2 separate regions of the Xenopus tropicalis genome follow, and region 2 is linked to region 1. The links are chromatin contacts, called in public Hi-C maps. All regions are on one chromosome and are shown on one strand. Each heading gives the region's core, a stretch centred on a gene start, on an enhancer-like site or on the middle of the called end of the contact. The rest is flanking DNA. Distances are from core to core; before and after follow the strand shown.

Region 1 (7,562 bases), core at 1,923-4,422:
CTGACAATGTAACTATTTCCTTCTCTCCTGCCCAAACACTCAGCACTTTCATTCCTGGTATGGGAAGGAATACCTTTGTACTGGGGCCCAGGCCCCCCTGCTGTTACTGACCTACAGCTCATAGCCATTTTGTGTATCAGAGAGCTGGCATACAGGGTTAATCAGGGCCTCTGTCACTTCCAATACTTACAGTACTCAGATGTTAATAACAACAGGGCATCATTCCCAGAGTGCAGCTTGAAGGCCTCTCTGGTTCCCTGTGAATTCACCCAAAACCCCAAAGTGACCCATGTACAGTCAGTGTATCTCGGTGTCAGTGCTACTGGCAGTAATGGACACTGTATAGGCAGTTTTGCCTCAGCTAAAGCAAAGCCTGTGGGCACACAGATCTGGCAGCTGCAGCCACTGTTTGACTGGAACACAAGAGTGATTGGCAGGTGTGACTCTAAGCATCTCTGCAGCAGCTGTAGGCTTTAGTGCCCCCAGCTATCGGGAGCAATATGGTGACATGCGTTCCAGCCTAGAGCTACATCAATCACAGCCATCTGTAATCCCAAACCCCTCCACAATATAGTATATAGCAGCCAACACACACACATCATATGTGAACAGACACAAGCGTCATGTATACAGATACACACAGGCACACTAAGGTGGCCATGCATGGTAAGATACACTCATTTGGTGACCAAACAAATGGATCTCGTTTTTAGTGACAATGACAATATAGATTATCTATTATTATATGCCCAGCTAAGGTGGGCAATATCAGACTAATTTGATCAGGTGGCCCTAGGGCCAAACAATTGAATAAAAACTGGGGGTATATGGGCCATCAGACCAAGGACCACATCAACGAGCCAATGTGGTCCCTGATCTGACAAGAAAATCAAACCTGACAGAGATCTGGGCATTTTAGCGCAGGTATCGGTAGGGTAGGCCTGTCGGGGGTACATGGGCAGATAAGCTGCCCTGTATGGGCACCTTTATACACACTGCTGGGGTCTGTAGGGGAACAGGAGGCTCATTGGGGTCCCTAAATAATGTCACCATATTTCGGCCAAACAGAATTTCACATTTGCCACTGATTTGGAGCTGTTCCACACAAGGCCATGGGGGGGGGGGTGGGAGGTAACTTAATAAAGGTATCAAAGTTTCACTGTCAAGTAGTACAACACAAACTGGTCACTAGAAAGCAGGGTTACTAGAAATGTGACTACAAGTGTTCTGTGTTGTGCCAGTCAAACTGAGTGCAGCTGAAAGGTACGTGCCCATGAGAGGCCTAACAAAGCATCAGGCCCACAATGGCAATCTGTGGGTTCTGGCAAATGCCAGAGGGGCTGCTGTAAGATTCCATAGACACTCACTATTTATTGGGCTGGGGGGGGGGCTGTTTGGGCCTTTGTGTACTTAAAATGCCAGGGCCTATTTTAGACTAATGCCCCATGGAGGTAAATCTCTGCTAGGGCAGGTAACTAATCTCTCAGAAATGCCTTTCTACCCACAACAAAGTGATTCGCTGGTGGAAAGGCATAAGCGTCTCTTCCTTTTCTGAAGTTGCGGGAAGTTGCCTGCAGGAGAAAACTTTGCGCGACTTTGGAAAAACGTAGTGACGCATTTGCTTTTCCATTGGCAATTCACTTTTTTGCGGGCGGAAAGGCATTTCGGAGAGGTTACCTCTCTCCATGGGGGATTAGACTTGAATCCCAGTTCCTGCCTGGTGGGTACAGTTAGGAATTCTGGGAACAACTTCTGCTCTGTGGGTAAAAAATCATGGAGAGTTGTGCTGATTTTTCTTCTACAAATGAATGTACTGTATATAAAGACTGGAGTGTGACACACCCACACATAGCCTCACACAATCATCCCCAAACATAGTCTCCCCCTTGCACTTTCACCCAAAAGCTTCCTCCCTCCTTTCAATTCTCCTTCTATTCACCTTCCACCCCTCCCCAGACCCCCACCCTTTGTTCTGCCCATTAGCATAAAGCTGGTATGGATCTCCCGTTAAATAATTACATCCATAATAGGAAGGAATGAAGGAGCGAGAGAAAGGAAGCTGCTTGGGGGGGGGGGGGGGGATACCTCATTCTGAGACTAAATAAAGTCAAGGTTTGGAGGGCAAAGAAAAGAAGGGGGATTTAATGATGAAAAATATTTTGGAAAGTTCCATGTTATAATGATCTGTGGCTTTAAACTATGGTGAGTAAGGGCCCAATAAAAAAATGGGATTCTGTGACATATTCATGACATTTAGATACCAGGAGCTCACATTATCTGCTGGCATGCATGTCTCAAGGGGCACAGCGCCTGGGTGCAGTTCAGCAGGTTCCCTCACTTTATCCTTCTATAAAACCTTTCAGAGTAATGGCACATGGGATTCTTTCCAGCACTTTGAAAACCACATTTGAAAGTAGCCCAAAAATCCAATGCCAGGTTACCCAAAACAGCCCTCCCATAGAATTATAACAGATATATATTTTCTGTATACAATATATATATGTTTGTGTGTATTGTGAGTGATGCCTTGTAGCCGAGGGTGCTGCTATACAGGGCTCCCTTTAGCTAATCAGTGATTTAAGGAAAAGGGTTCTATCATGGGATGAACTAAAACTTGCTCTATAATAGAATAAAGAACAGATATAATATTTGTACTGTATATCTGGTTCCTAATGTTAATTCTCTCCAGTGTGTTTGTACTGTGCCAAAGCAGATCCAGCAGCAGCTGAAAGCAAGGCGAGTGCCAAGCTACCCCCCAAGGCAGATAATGCCAGTAATGATACAGGAATGATAGCGCAATCCTGGGCAGGAGTTATTGCCCAGTGACTGAGGGGGCAGCAGGCAGGACAATATCCTTATAGTAGGCAGGATAATCACTATGTACAGCAGCAGCAGGGCTGGTTGGGGGGGTGTCAAAGTGCCTATTATTCTTATGGAAAGGACAGGTTGCCCAGGTTTCCCAGTTTAGATCCCTTACTTGCTCTCAGTCACTATGGAAATGGGAGATGGAACAATGGCAGTTCAGAAGGGGCCACATAGAGACACACTTTCTGCTGGTGACCTGATCTGTGGCTCTTGTTCTGCTGCCCGGCTGTTTGTACATGGGCGCTATTGGAGTGCAGTGCCTGCTCAGCACTCTGTGTTTGCTCAGTGATGTGTGCTCCCAGTGCCTCCTTGTTTAATGATGAAGGCAGTGGATTTCTCCCATTAGCATACAGCTGCAGGTTAGGCCTACGCTCCCCCCACCCCATTCTCCCCTAAGCAATGTACACTTTATCCAACCTTATCAGCACTTGAGCTCTCAGGCAGCCGGCAAGGAAATCAGCATCTCTGTGCATATGGTTACCTTGCCTTCCCCTCCTCTCCGGGATACTCACAAAGCAAATCATTCCATATCCTCATTCATCATGGGGCTATGGCATGAACTGTACCTGCCCTGCATAGCTGACTCCTGGCAGCTCTCTGCTATATTCTGGGTACAGGAGGGAGGGCCAAAAATTGGTAAGATGGGGCCCTGGACAAGTGGGTTGCCACCTTTTCTGGAACAAAACGCCCTTCCGTTATATTTATTTTTCTCTCCTTTTAATACATTGGAGATCAAGCATCATTTTTACCAGCCAGGTTGGTAAAATACTGGCCAAATGGCAACCCTATGGGCAACCCCTTAGTCTGAGTGGAAAAATACTTAACCCTGAGATGTTCAGCCTGATTTCCTGTTGCTGAATTACAGCTCCCACATCCCCGGGCAGTCATAGTGATGCTTGGAATAGCAGTGCAATATCTGCTGGGGATAAATGCTAAATGCTGGGTATTTAGCAGGTGAATAAGGGTGCTGGATGTGTAGTGGGTAAATTAGGGTGCTTGGTGTTTAGCGGGTGAATTTGGGTGCTTGGTGTTTAGCGGGTGAATTTGGGTGCTGAGTGTACAGCTTCTCTTGTAAACTTCTGTGTAAACTTCTTTGTAAATGTAATTGCAATTAAAAGCAGTGTTTGTTTATCCCTTCCTGCAGTGCCACTTCCCACTCTTAAAACAATGTAAAAGAAACCAGCTCTGCTGCACCCCAAGATTCCAATTCCCACAATGCATTGCGTGCTACAGGTCTGTTAATCGGATGTACAGTATACTTGTAATACAGGTGGATTCCGATTTAAGTGGAGTTTCCTATCCTAAATAAGCAACCAATGAGCACAGGCTGGTACATTCAGCAATAGCTAATTGCTCCCTTTGAGTGGTGTCACTAGGTTGGTGACAAAAAGGCCTCCGTGCCTTGCTGTATCTATTGTGCCTAAGTGGCACTGCCCTGGGGATCAGAGATGGCAGACAGCAGTGCAGCTCCCCTGATGGCTCCTGTGATGCCCTTTACCCAGACCTGTGGGTTTATTGATTTCTCTGTATTGCACATTGATGCCTTTCTACACGCTCAGCAATTCTGCCCCCCCCCCCCCCCCCAGTCTGTAATTACCTGGCATTTTTGTCTTTCTCCAACAACAGAAATACTGAGCAAAAAATCCTTCCCTTCAACAAAGATAAAAACAGCAACGGCAGGGAAAGTCATAAAGCAAGAGACTACCTGCAACATCGGAGGCCACACTATGGCAACACAATCAGATGCACACAGTGTCAGTACATGTACCTGCATTAGTGAGTAAGCAAACGCTAACATGTTACAGGGAAGCCCCCCACTGATTAGCGGGATACTCCATCTGCTCTGCCTTATTTAGGAAGGTAAGTGACTCTCGCTCTATGTGCTCCTCCGCCATCTACAGGAAGCTCCCTCTTTCTCTCCTATACGGCACAGGAACTTTACTATCATACATTTTCCCTTAAATTATTAACATGTGGGTTGGGAGCCAAGTATGACTTCTCATGTTTTTAGGGTGAATCGCTATGATCCCCTTTAATATTGTGCACTTTTTTCCTAAAGCAGAAAATAGTAATTAGAATGAGCTACATGGCCTCTTAACAGGGTTGCCACCAGGCCCAGACTGGCAATCTGTGGATTCTGGCAAATGCCAGAGGGGCTGCTGTAAGATTCCATAGGCAGTCACTATTTATTGGGCCTGTGAGGGGCTTTTGGGCCTCTGTGTACTTGAAATGCCAGGGCCTGTTTTGAACCTCAGTCCAGGCCTGGTTGCCACCTTTTGTTATCAGCCAGACAGTGCTCCAGGCAATGGGGCAGTGGGGAACTGAGATGGGAGCTTGTATTGGGGCAGATAGGAATTGGTCCAGGGGAGGTACAACAGATATATGAACAATTTTTTTGTGAGTCACCCATATTTAAACCTTTTTTACCCAGTCACCTTACCCCCTCAAATGAAGTGCACAGAAATGTCACTGAGCAGGAGTGTAACTACAGAGGAAGCAGACCCTGCAGTTGCTGGGAAGCCCAGTAGTGTCGAGGGCCTGAGGGTTGTGATCTATGGAACAATGAGGAAGTGGGGGACGGGTTGCACATTTTCTAGCAAATATGTTTGGAGTTCATTTGTAATATCAGCTCCAGCCCTAACCTGGGATGTACCAGGAGCGTGAACTCAAGTTCTAAACCAGCATTCAACTTGCAAAACTCATTTACTGATAATTTAGTCCCACAAGAAAAAGGTTCAGAACCAGTGATTTAGCAAATGGGGCAAATGAGGGCAAACACACGGTACAATGAAGAACACAATGTAGACAAAGACATGAGATATATAAAGGGTGTTCCAGTTTTTTTACTTCAGTTCCATATATGTCTTCTAATGAAGAGATGCATTAAATCAGTCAGCAAATAAAAGTAATGACTTAACCTTACATTTTCCTATTTGTTATGGTGTCCCTTGTGGTGTAACCATCCCACCAAAAACTTTAAAAACACAAAAGTGCAATTCACTAGCTACACCATGACTGTTATATTAACAGGTCATCTCCATGCAGGACAAAATAACATTTTATTGTAAATGAATAAAATAAAAAGGAAAAAACAATTTTGCATGAAATGAATGTATTGGTGTTGTTTTGGTGGCTCAGTGGCCCCCTACAGGACAGCATGTGCAGTGCAGGCTCAGGTATAAAGCATTGGGTGATGTACTGTAGAACGTCACAGGGACTAAATCATTCCAGGCCTTGCAAACATGGACAGGTGGTTGCTGTTGTAGTTCAGATAATTCAGGATTTTCCTCTCTATTTCCTTCTTGTGGCCATTTTCCTCCAGGATTCTCTTCAAATATTGTCTCGGCTGCTCCTTCAGGTTCAGCTCATCATCTGCTATTTGCTGAGCCAGCTGCTTCATACTGGGCCGTCCTTCACCCTACAAAACAGCAGCATCCACATTCACATTAAGGAGCGGATACAATGGGAGATTACGAAAGCAAATAGGCTGCTTAACCCCTGAGCTGCCAGAAAGGCTAGAACTGCGCTCATTTAAAGGGAGGGAGGGGTCCAGGCCCGGACTGGCAATCTATGTATTGTGGCAAATGCCAGAGGGGCTGCTGTAAGATGCCATAGACACTCATTATTTATTGGGCCAATGAGTCTGTTTGGGCTTCTGTGTACTTGAAATGCCAGGGCCTATATGGAATCCCAATCCAGGCCTGCAGAGGTCACATGCAAGGAATAAGGGATATATTGCCTCTTTTTATTGCAGTGTATCTACTTATTAATACAAGATGGAGATGCCATAGTGCTTACTTGCAATATAAAAATAAAACTATTAAATGACATTGCTATGCCTCACGATACGCTCCTTTCAGGTAGGTTAGAGCCACTGTTTCACACTGCACATCACACAGCCCACGTATTGCCTGACACTCCACTAGTTGCCTGCACATACTTGTAAATGTATATAGTATATTATCATTAATTGTCGTTAAAGGAGCCAGGGCAGAAGGTTTCAACAGATCACGTGAATAAAGTACAATGGCATTTCCTCTCAGTTGCATTAGTACAAGGGAGGAGCAGCCATATTGCTTGCCTGAGTCATACCCCATGGGTGCATACTGTACAAGATGGAAGTTAGGCAACAGCCATGGAAGGGCACAGAACAGATTTTATTAAGGCAGTGCGTAAACTTTTGGGGCTCATGTGCTTCTTCAGCGAAAAAGAACAGGTGACCATTCCATGTCTGTCTCATTGTACCAGAAGAAGCACATAAGCCCTGAAACATTGCCTTAATGAAAGTGTCGTTATACCTTGCACCTTCCATATCTGTGCTTTGCCTCCTTTGAAAGGCCCGGAGGCTGTAGTGAGTGGGACGCAGCTGGAGTCCTGTTGCACCAGCTCACTATAAGGGAAAGAGTGAACATGCATTTGCTGGTTCCTTGTCTGTTTCCGTTTTATCTCTTTGGGGTATATTTATCATGCCGTGTAAAAAGTGGAGGGAAGCATCACCGGTCCAGGGCAACCAATCAGCAATTAGATTTCAACAGTTAGAAAATTAAAGCAAAACATCTGATTGGCTGCTATGAGCAACATCACCGGTAATATTTTACTCCAATTTTTACACAGCACAATAAATATACCCCATTGTGTAGTCACAGGACACATAATTATGGTACAAAAAGGAAACAGACAGTTTATCTGACACTGGT
Region 2 (7,562 bases), core at 2,663-5,162, 130 kb after region 1:
CCTGATGCCCACAGGGTGCCCCACCGAGCCGCCGGTCTCCCTCCACAGACGTGCTGTAGGTACACACGCTGAGGTGGCGGGATTAGCCGGTGGTGGGGGGTGAAGAATATGGGGGTGCAGGGGCCCCTGAGGCAGAAGCCCTGGTGGGCCCTGCACCCCCCAGTCTACCCCTGAATGAATGGGATTTTTACTGCCACTGCAGTATGGTAATTAAATGACCCCTAGAAGAATTAATTCACATTTTTCATACTACAGATTCATTTAATGGTGAACTTTACCTTAAATACACAGTGGATCAATCTATATATATATATTTTTTTTCTTTTAAAAGTAAGAAAACCCTTAGTAAGTGTAAGTAAAGTGTAAGTAAAGTAAGCGCTATTGTAAGCTTTTTTGCAATTTAAAATTCATTATTTTTTTAAGATACAGGTATAGGACTCGTTATCCAGAATGCTCGAGACCAAGGGTATTCTGTATAAGGGGTCTTTCCATAATTTGGATCTCCATACCTTAAGTCTCCTAAAAAATCAATAAAACATTAATTAAACCCAATAGGACTGTTCTGCCCCCAATAAGGATTATTTATATCTTAGTTGGGATCAATTACAAGATACTGTTTTATTATTACAGAGAAAAGGGAAATCATGGGAGACGGGTTTTCCGTAATTCTGAGTTTTCTGGATAATGTGTTTCCGGATAAGGGATCCCATACCTGTACAAGATATTTAGTTAAACATGTACTTTTAATATTTATGAATTTTGTTACAAAAGCGCCACCTTCTGGTATGTTTCCAACCGTGATTCAGTCGAAGAACTTGCCAGAAGGAAATAAAATGGACCTGTTGTAATGTTCCTCTGTTAAGAAACACATTAAAAACAATAACTTTCCTCATGTCTTTTCTAAACAGAAAAACATCACAACAGCCCTTCTTTCTTCTGACTGGATCTGACAGTCCTTGACTGGATCACAATTGGAAACTAACCAGCAAGTGGTGCTAATATTAATAAAGGAATGGAACCTGTTATCGAGAATACTCTGGGTTTTCTGAATAACCTTTCTCTAATTTGGACCTCCTTAAGTCTGCTATAGTTGAGATCAAGTACAAGGTACTGTTTTATTATTACAGGGAAAAAGAAAATCAGATTTAAAAATTGAAATTATTCATTAAATTGAGTCACGTAATTCAGTAACGGATAAAGGATTTCTGGGTAATGGATCCTATAATTGTAGTGTATATTTCCATCAATATTAATATCTAAGAAAAAATAATTAATGTAATTTGCAAAAAATCTTAGAATAGCACTCATCAATTTTACATTCACTTATTTTAAAGGTTTACTTACCCTTTAAGGACCGCACACGTGATCATAAAATGTGGAATCTACTGCACAAGGAAAAACAAGCACTAAATGCTGCTCTGTAATTAGCTAATTAGCATTTTAGTTTTATTGTCAGTTTTATTTGTCATGAAAGCAGAAAGCAAATAATGAATGAGTCACACGTTTAATAAGGAGAATATTAAAATCTGCTTGGAGAAAAGAGAAAAAAGGCAGCTCTTTCAGGGAGGAAATTATCAGCGGGGCCCAAAGATGGCTCAGTGTGTTACCTAAAGGAAAATCTTTTGAATGACTTGGAAAACAGTATTTTGAACAAACTAATTCCTGACCTCACATCGAGTAGCCTCTAAATAACCATAATTATCTCCAGGCGTAAATGGCATATCGACAATATAGTTACAATTGATTTTTGCCTAATTACTTCTTGTTGTCATTCAACATGGATTTCTAAGAGGAAAACAATGACTACCTGTGGACAGTGCTGAGATTAGGGAAATGAAGCCACTGAAAGGGGAAAAAACATTGAGATAACGCATAATTCATCATGGGAATGTTTTATTTGGGGATTTTTAGTTCGATTATCATAAAGCACCCTTTAAGCTTTCCAAGAAGAAACCCTGTTAGGATCTTTCTGCTAAAGTGAGTCTTTCTGGAACTGACAGCTTTCTCAGTGACTTTTTTTTTCCTCTAATAAGAAATTATGAGATACACCTTTAGGGGTAGGGCTTAGAGAGCTTGGTTTGACTCCTGTATGTTACCATGTTCCATGATCATATAAAAGCATGAGACCTAGTGCTTTTATACAGGTCATGGAACTGCAAGGTGACTTCTAATATACTCGTGTTTTATAACAAGGGATACATAATTTATTATAATACACAAGTTTCAAAGAGTCATGTGACATAATTTACATCATTATGCACTGATTATAACTGGTGACATCCCTAGGCACCATTTATAAGCATATCATTTTCAGGACTTTTCATAGCTTTTGTATGGTATGGTACCTGTTATCCAGAAACCTGTTATCCAGAAAGTTCCAAATTATGGAAAAGCCATCTCCCATGGACCCCATATTAAAATAATTTTTAAAAATGATTTCCTTTTTTCTCTGTAATAATAAGACAGTACCTTGTACTTGAGACCAACTTCGATTAATTGATCCTTATTGGAGGCAAAATAATCATTCTGGGTTTAATCACTGTATAAATAATTTTTTAGTAGACTTAGGGGCAGATTTAGCGAAATTTGGAATCTGGAGCTTAATACATAAAAACTCACCCATGTTCTATTCATTCCTATGGGATTTTTAGAAGCGTATTTATCAAATAGTGAGTACTAACTTTCACCCATTGATAAATACACTTCTAAAAATCTCATAGGAATGAATAGAATGTGGGTGAGTTTTTATGTATTAAGCTCTAAACTCACATTTTGATAAATCTGCCCCTTAAGGTATGAAGATCCAAATTATTGAAAGACCCCCTTATATGGAAAACCCCAGGTCCCAAGCATTCTGCATAACAGGTCCCATACCTGTATTTTATATATATGTCTGTGTGTGTGCGTGTGTGTGCGTGTGTGTGTGTATAAAGCAATCTATCTGTACAGCACTCTGTTCCCAAAAACTGCTTCCTCCACATATAGAAGTAACTTTCAAGTGGATAGCACTCACATAAATGTCACATAAGTGTATTATACAAATAGTATGGTGATGTAATACTATTTGTATAACACACTTTAAAATTTACATAAGTGCTCAATTAGCTCTCAATGCATGACATTAAAACTGTACTTGAGGTGTTATTAATGCCATGTATAGATTTAAGTGATTAATATATTAATTATAGGAGCAAGTAGGGGTAATTTACAGAGAATTTCTATATGTGGAAAAGGAGCTTCCAACCATTTTGTACTGCAGGTCCAATTCACCAAGTGCAGACAATAATACAAAAGCACAGTTGAGGAAACCATTTTAAGTCTGAGATGGAGTATGCATGAACACAGTTTACAAAATCCTTAAAATCTGAAGAGGGCCTTGTTGTATGTATAGCTGCATAAATAGTATTATTATCCAGCGAAACTCTTCCCCCACTGGCCATTTCATTATGAAAGTGGGATCATGCTTACTTGCCTTTCATACCAATCAGGGAACTGTCCTTGTTCTGCTTACATATAAGACATCCATTCAAGACATTTATTGGTTTCCAAATCAATGGCTGGTCAGTATAATGCCCTTTTAATATGCTGCAGATTCAAAAGCACCATCAGAAGTGTCCCTAGACCATTAGCACTTGCTATTACATGAGAGGGGCTCTGATGTATTGCCAGGGCTCTGCTTAGCCGGCTTGATATATCAGTTATCAGTGTGTGCTGAATGTAACGGCTTGCTCCCATCGGCATTAGAATGCTTTTAAACTAAGGCCATTTTCTGTGGAATATTACATAAAAAATTAATTGATAGTGAACTATAAATAAGTAGAGGAGAATTCCGTCACTCTTTCCATCACAATAGCCTGCATACAGTAGAAGCAACCATGGCTGCGTGTTTTGTGTCTTTTGGCTCTGGTGCTCCACAAAGAAAACAAAAAGAGCTTTATCTGAGGAGGCTTTGCCTGTCTATTTTGCAGCTGTTGGTCCATTGTGCTCCGTTACTAAAAAGCGGAGAAAGGAATAATTGAGGCATGGCTGTGTTAAGTAGTTCCTATAATTGACACCCTGTTTTAAACAAATTGAAGGTGATATGTAAAAAAAAAGTAAGATGGAGTAATTCTGCCACAAAGACATTGCTCCAAATTGAATATAAAATAACTATGATGGCCTTCCTAGAAATCAGTGGGTTTCCTTTTACAGATAAGATGTTTTGCTTTAGATAAACCACTTGTATATATGCATTTATAAGGCTCTCTGTGTCCAGTTTATTTTATCCAGGCTTTTCCTTCCCAATGCAATAAAAATAATTCTCATCAGGATTTTTGTTGTTACTTTTGTGCACACAGTGAACAGAGGGCAGTGGTATTGCATGCAAATCCTTTGGTTTGAGAACTGATTGCACCGATATTCATTAGTGCCTTATAATTCCTTTGGGGAAAATCAGCAGCTAGATGGTGTGCAAAACAAACACATTATAAACTCATCAACAAGCATCTATAAAAGAGCTACCAACTCGCTTTTATGTCTGAGCCTCTCCATGTTTGTTGCCACTACTTTTCCGTTGGTGTTGTTTTCTGTTCAACTATAGCATGCATGCATGCTCTTTCCTTCCATGTTTATGGTAGGTTCAGTACCATCTACTCAAATGCCCATCTCTGTTGGGAGTAAGTCATTTAGAAGTTTACAAAAAAGTCAGGTGCATTGTCTTCCAATATTGATAGTAAAGAAGGAACTAATGTTTCAAATTGTATAAAGCTTTTTATGTGCTTGACCCCAAATTCATGCTGTGGGCTCTAAAAAAATGACTCTAAAGATGGACGGAGAGTGGCATAAAAATACAGTGAAAGACACCAGTGATTACATCTGCGATACCCACTGCTTTTACGGTCTTTCAGATTAATTGCTAATTATTTGCTAATCACTATTAGAACAAGGGATTCCCTAGCTTTTGGGATCCATGGGTGTGTGGGTGAGGTTAGGGTGCAAAAGTGTAAGCCTGGGACAGCACAGGTGACAAGTTCATCCAGCAAAGCCCTGTATAAGGGTTAAAACCCACAAGCGTTTTTCATTAAATTTTGTGCGACAGATTTAATCTGACTCTTCATGCAGCAGCACACAACATCATGCAACAGCACAAGATTTTATAGGATCCTACAAAATCTGATCTCCATAGGATCAATCATTCAAATAAAGAAGCACAGTACAATGTAGAGGTCATACAGTAAATTTGTAGTTTGGTCATCCCCTAACTGTAACATTTGCATATAAATGCGGTTATATGATTTTTCTCTTAGGTTAGTGATATAAAGCGACCATACCTTTCTCAATGCTTGTTTTTTCACTTGCATATAAAATATCATCAGGATGTGGCTTGCACAGTCCATGAAAAGGCCCCAAGTCGAAGCAGCTCTGCAGCAGTCTGGCGTTAATCTCAGAACTCACACTCATAAAGCCCACAGCTTTGCCCTTATCCTGCAAAAAGATACATAAAATACTTTTTTTTCCAAAAAACTCTATAATGCCTCACCTCAAACAGATTTACTTTCTTTATTATTCACAATGCTAAACAGTAGCAAACATACACAGCATTTTATAACAGGTGAATATTTATGTATTAAATACACATGCACACATATGTAAATAGTATATTTTCTTCACAATGCAGGAAAAGAATATATTTTCAAGTAATATAGATCCAGAACATGACATTTATGCCTTAATGCCGACACAGATAAGTGAAACCTCATTTAAGACAAGTGCAAAAGTGGGCATGCTAAAATGGGCACAGAATACACACAATAGCTACTGATGCTATTCATTGAAAGTATCTGCTCTTTCTTGCAGTTATGCTGAGCATCAGTGTACCTCTCCTGCCTCTTATGATGATTTATCAGCAAGTGTGCCTATGCACTCTGGGGACCCCTGAAGCTACGGCCACCATGGATGTAAAGGCAATTCCAGCTTTTCCACAGTAAGTTGCTCCAATACCTGATACAAACTTGCGCCTAGTGAATCAGATGCTAAAGCCATTTTTAATATTCACTTACACACTATGATGTTTGCTGTAACCTGTGCTGTTCTCATTGTGATGCTGTCATCACAATGAGAACCACATATGGTGAATTGCATCTGAAAACTGCACTTTGCCAGATAATTAAATGCACCTAATGGGGCAAGTTGCACTACATAAGGCACCCTCTTGTTTGCTAAATAAGCCACCCTTGGATTGCCTCTAGCTTGTGGGTCATTCAAACTGTGCTAACTGAGGAATGCAAGGGGGCACAGTGCTGGAGTGCCCTGTACTGGTCCTTATGACAGCTGGAAATGTTATTATTCAACCAACAAATATATTTTTTTCTATCTGTAATATTGGTCTGTAGGCGCCAAAGTCTGAGCTTTCAGGAGGAGCCAGCACTACACATTAGAACTGCTTTCAGGTAACCTATTGTTTCTCCTACTCCCATGTAACTGGAGGAGTCCCAAGCCAGACTTGGATTTCATACTATTGAGTGCTATTCTGAGGGGGGTGATATCACTCCAACTTGCAGCGCAGCAGTAAAGTGTGACTGAAGTTTATTAGAGCACAGGTCACATGGCTGTGGCACTCTGGGAAATGAAGAATATGGCTAGCCCCATGTGAAACTTCAAAATTAAATAGAATAAATCTGTCTGTTTTTTAGAAAATGGATTTCAATGCAGGATTCTTCTAAAGGAGCTCTATTAACTGATGCATTTTAAAGAAAACATATTTTCCCATAAAAGTATTCCTTTAAGTGCATGGGGAGATTAAAGCTGCCAATTTGGACCCTTCTGTATGAGTTGGCAGCTTATCTGCGCATGTATGGGACTCTCCAATGGGCCTGTCTGACCGTTATTGGTCAAAAATTGGACAGATATTGATTCAGGCAAGTTATAAAATCCTATCAGGGCCAGGACCTCATTGGCTTGTTGATGCGGTCCAACAGCATGCATTATAGCGTTGTTGTGATCCGATTGTTTGGTTTAAGGTCCAAACTGGTCAGCCTGACCTTGATATGCCTACCTCAAGGTGGGGCATATCATGGAAAGATCAGCTTATTTTGCGACCTCCTCAAACATGCAGATCTTTAAAAGTATGGCCAGCTTCAAACAATTGTTTTTAGCCCTTAGCAATCCTGCAGTTGTCCCTGGACCTTTAAAAAATATTTTTTTTTAAAAGGAAAAGAAAGAAACCATCATAAAACATAGCATTTAACATCTAAAAACGTAGTTGCCCTAATATGCACAAATGGAAGCTGGTGTTAAAAAAAGGAAATAAAAAGGGAAAACATAAAAGCTAAAGCAGGAATTATTATAATATGGAAACTGTAATTTTTATTGCAGAACTAAATTGAGAGATGTGTTCTCCTAAAGTAGCCTCCACTCACACAGCTGCTGTGCAAAGGCACTAAGGGAAGCATCCAAAATAAACAGACTCATTTTGTGCTCTTCCAAAGCCTGTTCCTGTCCGTGTCGAGTGCATGAACAAAAGCTGAGGCGTTGCAGTTGCCTGGCTGCTCTCTAATTTTGGGGCTGGTGCTCAGCAGAGGCTG

What was found. A called contact is a pair of places that touch in the nucleus more often than the background predicts.
Region 2: a contact with region 1 is called in a Hi-C map of neurula embryo, with 2.7 times the contacts expected there. The contact joins two enhancer-like sites. A contact is called at or near these places in 3 of 5 Hi-C or Micro-C datasets (brain, gastrula embryo and neurula embryo).

What each region holds. Positions count from the first base shown.
Region 1 is chr5:36,779,604-36,787,165 of UCB_Xtro_10.0, forward strand. It overlaps cfap61 (cilia and flagella associated protein 61), which reads right to left. Exons shown (of 27, transcript NM_001079044.1): 27 at 5,906-6,283. The coding sequence ends at 6,083. Among named protein-coding and RNA genes, the nearest start is that of insm1, 7.2 kb to the left of the region's middle. Within about 2 kb of position 3,173, at least 4 of the 11 cell types and tissues checked have an H3K27ac peak or open chromatin away from gene starts, as enhancers often do. A contact at or near this core is called in neurula embryo, where this site is marked.
Region 2 is chr5:36,909,614-36,917,175 of UCB_Xtro_10.0, forward strand. It overlaps cfap61 (cilia and flagella associated protein 61), which reads right to left. Exons shown (of 27, transcript NM_001079044.1): 8 at 5,310-5,463. Among named protein-coding and RNA genes, the nearest start is that of cfap61, 14 kb to the right of the region's middle. Within about 2 kb of position 3,913, at least 1 of the 11 cell types and tissues checked has an H3K27ac peak or open chromatin away from gene starts, as enhancers often do. A contact at or near this core is called in neurula embryo, where this site is marked.